2 separate regions of the Oryctolagus cuniculus genome follow, and region 2 is linked to region 1. Evidence: chromatin contacts called from public Hi-C data. All regions are on one chromosome and are shown on one strand. The core of a region is the stretch at or near the end of the contact, and the rest is flanking DNA. Distances in the headings are between cores, read along the strand shown.

The links. A called contact is a pair of places that touch in the nucleus more often than the background predicts.
Region 2: a Hi-C map of liver shows a contact between it and region 1, with 6 times the contacts expected there. The contact joins two enhancer-like sites. A contact is called at or near these places in 4 of 6 Hi-C or Micro-C datasets (ear pinna, liver, psoas muscle and 1 more).

What each region holds. Positions count from the first base shown.
Region 1 is chr1:176,238,448-176,241,940 of mOryCun1.1, forward strand. No RefSeq gene overlaps it. Among named protein-coding and RNA genes, the nearest start is that of MPDZ, 130 kb to the left of the region's middle. Within about 2 kb of position 1,949, at least 1 of the 8 cell types and tissues checked has an H3K27ac peak or open chromatin away from gene starts, as enhancers often do. A contact at or near this core is called in ear pinna, where this site is marked.
Region 2 is chr1:177,267,410-177,270,902 of mOryCun1.1, forward strand. The region is part of intron 1 of NFIB (nuclear factor I B); the gene reads right to left. Among named protein-coding and RNA genes, the nearest start is that of TRNAH-GUG, 95 kb to the right of the region's middle. Within about 2 kb of position 1,587, at least 1 of the 8 cell types and tissues checked has an H3K27ac peak or open chromatin away from gene starts, as enhancers often do. A contact at or near this core is called in ear pinna, where this site is marked.

The sequences.
Region 1 (3,493 bases), core at 699-3,198:
CTGCTTAAAATTGAGTTCATGCACCTAGGCAATGATTCAACATTTCTAAGACTGATTGCAAGTCAAGAAAGAAAGCAGCTTCTTCTTCCAGCTCTTAAAAAAAAGAAGGCAAGAGAGATGTCTGGCCTAGAATGATATGACGTTTTAAAAAGAAAAATGGTATATGCTCGTTGTATAATAAATTTGAGTCTCTTTAACTAGAGGGAAGAATTCTTGGTGTTAAGGTTCTGGGTACATGCGATGTAATCTTGTGATGGAATATGGCATATTGGTTTTCCTTATAGTCCTTCCACTTCAAGTTCATTTCCATGGCCATGGGTTCTAAATGATTTCTTTCACAGCCTAGGATTTACAAGATACTTTCACTTTCTGTACTTAGATTTTAGTTAAAATAGATTGCTAAGTAACAATTTCCAAGCACCTCACCCAAGTATTATCTTTATCTCAATAGTCAAAAATGCAGTGGATACATATAAACCAGTTTTAACAGTCTCCAGACATCCAAGCAGAGAGCCTCTGAGAACCGCCCTGTGGGCACCCACTTATCATACTCCCCAGGTAAGAGGAAGGTGGGAGAGATGTAGAAATAATCATTCTGATTCACCTAAATTCTTTTTCTCCCGAAATAAAGGTCAAAATAAACTATTGAACATTAAGACCAATGACTTTCAAAACATAATAGCTTACCAAAGTTGAACTGGAAAATTATTTGAAAAGGTAAAGAAAGCAGTGTTCTATTTTGATGTGAATTAGCAAATGATCAGTAAACACACCACCCACTGGCTGCCAATCGATTTAAGATTTCTTTACTAGATGACACTGAGAGCATAATAGAAGTAGGATTAATTGTGTTCCTGTATACATATAAAAGTGCCCCTTTCTTGGGACAGTGCAAGGCATTGCAATTTGCAAACTAAATTATAAAACAAAGTCATTTCCCATCTTCACGAAACATGTGGAGATTCTTGGAAAGAAAAAGATATATGTATATATATATATATATTTGAAATCTGAATTTGGACAATGTTCTGTACTATTTCTAGGTAGTGTGTACTGTCTCAGATCACTTAGGCTCCTTAATATATCGTTTGGTCTGTTTTGTGTTCCTTTCTGGGCCTAACCAATCAAAATTAATTTTGCTGCTTTTTCTGAGAGGTTTTGAGTAGGAAAAATGGACTATGTAGGTAGAATTGCAAGTCAAGAAAAAGTGCTGTATTGAACTTCTTGAATGATTTAGTTAGGACAAAAACCCCTAGCACTCTTAAAAATAGAATTTTAGGTGAGATTTTGTCTCATGTGAAGCATTAATTTTAACAGAGATTTATATATAAGCTCTCATTTGAATAATAATGTAAAATTAAATTTAAATTGTAAATAACGTCCAGATACTAGTTGTTTCCTGGCTCAAATTCTTTAGCACATATGGTGCTAGCATAAGCTTGTGCCTGTCTGCCTACTCTGGGTAATTTTGCATGCAAATAGTTTTAGTGCCTATGTTGAGGTGCTAAAACGTGTTTAGTACACTTGAAAATATTTGCATTGCAAAAGGAGAGTGAATCTCCTGAGGAAAATCAAATTGATATTTCATATTAAGAGACCACTTTGGGTACTGTGTGGCATTCTTCTAGGGAGAATTCTGTTTACAGTGCAACTAGCATTTTTAATTGACCTTTCGAAAAGAAGGTCTGGCTATAGCTTTGCCAGGTTTATAAACCGTTGGACCATCTTCTGGCAGCAATCAGCACATTAATCAGGAGGAGAGAGAAAGAGAAGGAAAGAATCGACTTGCCTTGGCTGGACTGCAGCTTTTCATGCCTCAGTTTGGTGGCTTGGTAGGATAAATATGCTAATTATGATGGAAAGTTTCAGCTGGAATGCGCCTAACTAATTAGCTAACTAACTAACCCACTAACTCAGGAAAGGCTGGGGCTAGTGCAGCGGAGCAGCAGTGGATGCTGGGTGTGAGGCCCCACACACGCTTCCATTTGCCTCAGTCCCATCTGCTGCATTTACGGGAACCAGTTCGTTAAGAGTCTGAATTGAATCCAAATAAAATGCATTTCTGATGCAAGCCCGATGACTGGTGCCATTCTACGCTGCATTATGTCAAATTAGAGTTCGTTTGGAAAAGAGGTTACAGAGATCCTACGTAAATGCCGCTCGCATAGAACATTGATGGAATGAGTTCTGTACAAATTCAACATCCAATTTCTCTAAACAAATCAAACCCTCCCTCTGGATTTGGCCCCTGTTCACCAAGACCGACAAAAAATTTAGAACCCCTAATAAGGGAATAAATAAAATACAAGCAGCTTGCTCTTAAGAGGTTTGTGGAACTTTTCTTGTAACTGTTGTTCTATGTTTTTGGAGAATTTTATTGTATTGCATAGACTCTGTCGGGTGTTGAATGTCCTTATAAAATGAAACTAAGTTCAGTATCCCTAAGAGAAACAGATGATACCAGGTCTCTAAGAGGAATTCAAATTGGGGGACAGAACTGCACCTCCCTCCTCTGTCGAGAAGTGATGCCAGATGGAATCTTAATAGCTCCCATTGTTGTAGAGCGGCTCCATCGCTTGCAGCCCAAGCACGGTGCAAGACTTGCCTACTATAGATGCTTATATTGGCTAAAGCTCTGGGGTGTGATCCAGACTTTCTCCCCGTATTTTACTCATTCATGCCTAATATTTTATTCTTTCATCTCTGCCACTTCCCACCATGTGCAAGGTGCAGTATTCTTTTCTGACAATGAACAGCCAGAGACAGGTAGCAGGCAGAAGCTAAAAGAAACTCATTATGAACAAGAAGAGGTTGACTTTCTGTGCTAGTAAAGCTCCTGTTTGCAGCCTGTGTTCTTAATACAATCTCAAAATCAAAAACAAAGAAAAAAACTCCAGCCTCTTGTCTGTGGGACCCTGGCACATCAATCAATCTATTAAGTAAGTAAATAAGGCAATAACAAAACAATAAATCATTTTGAATTTCATGCATGCATAAACCTTTTGATACATAAATGACAAGGAAGGTGTCGATTCTGAGCTACAACCTCTGTTCCAGTAGTTTTGCATATAAGATGAAGAGTTGTTCTAAACTGTGCTGCATTGTTCATTCTGGTGCCCAAATCATGGGGCTCCTTTCATCCATTTGGTGGTGATGGTGTGTGTATGATGCTTGGCACAGGAGTTGTGCGTGTGTGTGTGTGAGTGAGTGTTGTATGTGTGGCACAGAGGGGGCATGCTGTGAGGGGGAAGCCTACCACACATTTCTGCCATCACAGACGGTGGGCAAACAGCTGTCTCCACAGCTGAGGCCACTGGAACTGCCTGTGCTGCTCCACTAGCTCGAGAGCACCCGGCTGCTCTGGGGATGGCACAGAGCTCAGTGCCTGCAGCCCAGCGCCGGAGCTTTCAGGGGCTGAGCAGGCGGGGACTTTGCCACCAGACACAAGGAGCATGTGAAATGGGGTCTCATGAATAATTTATCTTTGGTGTCC
Region 2 (3,493 bases), core at 337-2,836, 1.0 Mb after region 1:
AAATATGTTGGTGATAGACTAATAAATCAATTATTAAAGAAATATAAATTGGCCCTGACTAAACATTCTTATTTTAACGTAAATAATAAACTTAATTTTACAGAACTCACGTGTTTACATCTGAAAAATTTTTCAATTTGTTACATATGTTTATTGGATCATGATGGTTTAAAAAAATCTGTTCTTTAAATGTGTGTGAAAAGTGACCCTGACCCACCCTTTGAGGCAGAATCAGGTTTGCCAATATCCAGGCTTAAGGAGGCCGTTTTGACAATTATTACGGTTTCTATGTCCAGACTCAGGATCACTGGGGTTATCTAGTCAAGGGATACTCAAACGCTGCTCCACAAAGCCTTGGAGTTGTTTCTGGGAGAGTGGAGATTGAGGAAAGAGCAAGGCAGCAGGTGATTAGGGGCTGCACCCAGCGGCCCCACATCCACCTGCATCAAAGATCCAATCTGACTTCTCAGTTTCTTCATCTGTAAAAGAGACGTAATAACAGTGCCCATTTTGTAGTAACAAAGATTAAATTAAATCATACTGTATGTGTAAAGTGCCTAGCCCAGCACCCAGCACGTGCACAGGCCTCAGTAAATGTTTGCTATTTTATTATTTAAGAGTTCGCTTTGAAAACGGATTATGCTACTAAAAAATAAGTTTCAAAGCCGCCAATTTTGTTCTTGTCATCTCTAAAAGAAGGCAATTATTTCAGATGGAGTGGTTTTAAATTTTATTTCCTGCTTTCAAATCCAGCTGCCCTTCCTCTTCTTCTCAGCCCCCAGTCCAATTTCACGGAAACTGTTGGAGGATAATGAATCCTCCCATGCCTCAGGAGTCTCCACTTGCCACTCAGTGTGGCCAGACCACAGCTGCTCTATCAGCCTTCCTGTTGATTTGTGGAAGAAAAATGGGGGTACAAAGTTTTCTCTTCACGGCTCAGTGGGAAAAGACCCCTGTAGGTTGAACACAAGACTTGGACATGGTCGTTGCAAAATCTCCAAAATATTACCTCGTTGTCTTTTCCTGGATGATGAAGAGCTCTGAGAGCAGTTCAGAAATTGCCGTTTCTGCCTTTTAAGACTGGCTGCATTTTTAAATTTTTGGCCAGACTTTTCTTCTTTTTAAACAAGAAGAATTCTTTCAAGAAACATGCACTCTTATCAATCCTTTTCTTAGGAAAGCTTGTCTGGGTGTAGGGGAAGTTTTCAAGTATTTTTAATGAATCACAGACATGAGGCAGAAGGCAGGCAGAGCATCAAGCATTTTCTTTTTCTTTCTTTCTTTCTTTCTTTTTTTTTTTTTTTTTTTTTTTTTTTACTGGTCTAACTTGAGACCAAAGCTGCGGAGTAGGAGCACAACCTCGAAGCTATGCATCTTTTCTACCCTGCAATAGCCTCCATTCCCATTGCTGCTGATACCTGAGAGGCAGACAAGGGAGGGTTAAGGGAGGGAGTTCTCCATGTCAGGGCCATGCAGGGTCTGTGGGAGACTCTGGAACAAGCCGACATGAAAACTGTAGAATGAAGGGCTGAAAACAACATTTATCGAAGCCCCGCCCTCCAGACGCTCTTGATCAAAGTCTACGCTTGCACTAAGACAATCGATCTACAGTTGCATACATAAAATTCTGGCAGCACTCTGTCCTCATTGCTTTCAACAGAGGCTCTAGACCCCTGAATCTGGGCATTGTCCCAGAACTGAGATCCAGTTGCATTACGCACACCAGAAGACAAACCACCACAGCCGAGGCCCGTGCAACCACTTTCTTTTAACCTCGCGTCTGTGAAAAATTACTTTCCAAAAAAATAAGTGAAACCCGATGTCTTCTCCGGGTGGTTATTTTTGCGCCTATGAAGTCAATAAAACTCTCCAGATTTATTAGACAGCCCTGCTGTGGAAGACAAGACCACTTCCTATTCCCTAGCGGAAATGTGTGCCTTTCCTTTTTGTAATCTCCTGACCACAGATTTTAATTTTATTCATTTCTTTTATTTTTCCCAGAAAATTTGTCAGAGTCTTGTAAGATGAGTGGCTTGGCCAGCAGTAAAATGACAATCTTTTGCATCCAAGAGTGATAAAATGAACACATTTAAGGCTCATCTAGTTTTTCTTCTTTATTATCTCCTTTTTTAAAAAAAAAAGATTTATTTATTTGAAACACAGAGTGGCAGAGAGATGTTTTTCCATCTGCAGGTTCACTCCCCAGATATCCACAATAGCCAGGAAGTTCCAGGCAGAAGCCAGGAGCCAGGAACTTTATCCAGGTCTCCCATGTGGTTAGCAGGGATCCCAGTACATGGGCCATCATATTGTGCCTTCCCAGGCATAGTAGCAGGAAACTGGATCAAAATCAGAGTATCTACAACTCCAATCAGTGTACCAATATGGGATGCTGGTGTCTCAAGCTGCAGCTTAACCAGCTGTTCCAACAATGCCCAACCTACTCATCTTCATTTTTATTTTTAATTTAACTCTTAGTTTTAGCAGATTCAGTGTGATTTGTAAATACAATTCTAAAAATTTAATGATATTCTCTTCCTTCCTCTTTGCCTCCAACCCTCTTTCCTTTTCCCTTTTTTTAGTTTTTGTGATAACATATTTTAAAAAGGCTTAATATTTCACCAAATAAGTTTAACCAGTATAAAGTAAAAAGACCCTAGTTTAGTGTGCTACCCTACTCATTTTTTTTTTTTTTTTTTTTTTTTGGACAGGCAGAGTGGACAGTGAGAGAGAGAGACAGAGAGAAAGGTCTTCCTTTGCCGTTGGTTCACCCTCCAATGGCCGCCGCGGCCGTCGCACTGCACTGATCCGAAGGCGGGAACCAGGTGCTTCTCCTGGTCTCCCATGGGGTGCAGGGCCCAAGCACCTGGGCCATCCTCCACTGCACTCCCAGGCCATAGCAGAGGGCTGGCCTGGAAGAGGGGCAACTGGGACAGAATCCAGCACCCCGACCGGGACTAGAACCTGGTGTGCCGGCGCCGCAAGGAGGAGGATTAGCCTATTGAGCCGCGGCGCCGGCCACTACTCATCTTTAAACTTAAAATTCAAGAGTCATCTCCTTTGAGATGAAAGGCCATGTTCTATTCTGTGTTCCCCACAAGACAGTGTTGCTTATGAAATCCGTCACACTAAGTAACTTGCACTTGTTAATACGGGTTGTTTCCCCTACTAGACTGAGCTACTTGAAGAAGAGCACATTGTCCTCCATATCTTTGCATCTCCATACTGGTAGAAAACTGGCATACAGTAAGGGCTTAGTAAATGCTGTGACCCTGTGACAGGCATTGTGGTGCAGCTATTAAGATGCCACTTGTGAGGGGCCAGCCTTGTCGTGCAGTAGATTAAGCCACAGCCTGTGATGCCTGATGAGCCCTGGTTTGTGTCCTGGCTACTCCACTTCCCATCCAGCTCCCTGTAATGTGCCTGGGAAAGAGCAAAGGATGGCCCAAGTAGTTGGCCCCTGTACCCATGTGGGAGATCCAGATGATCTAGG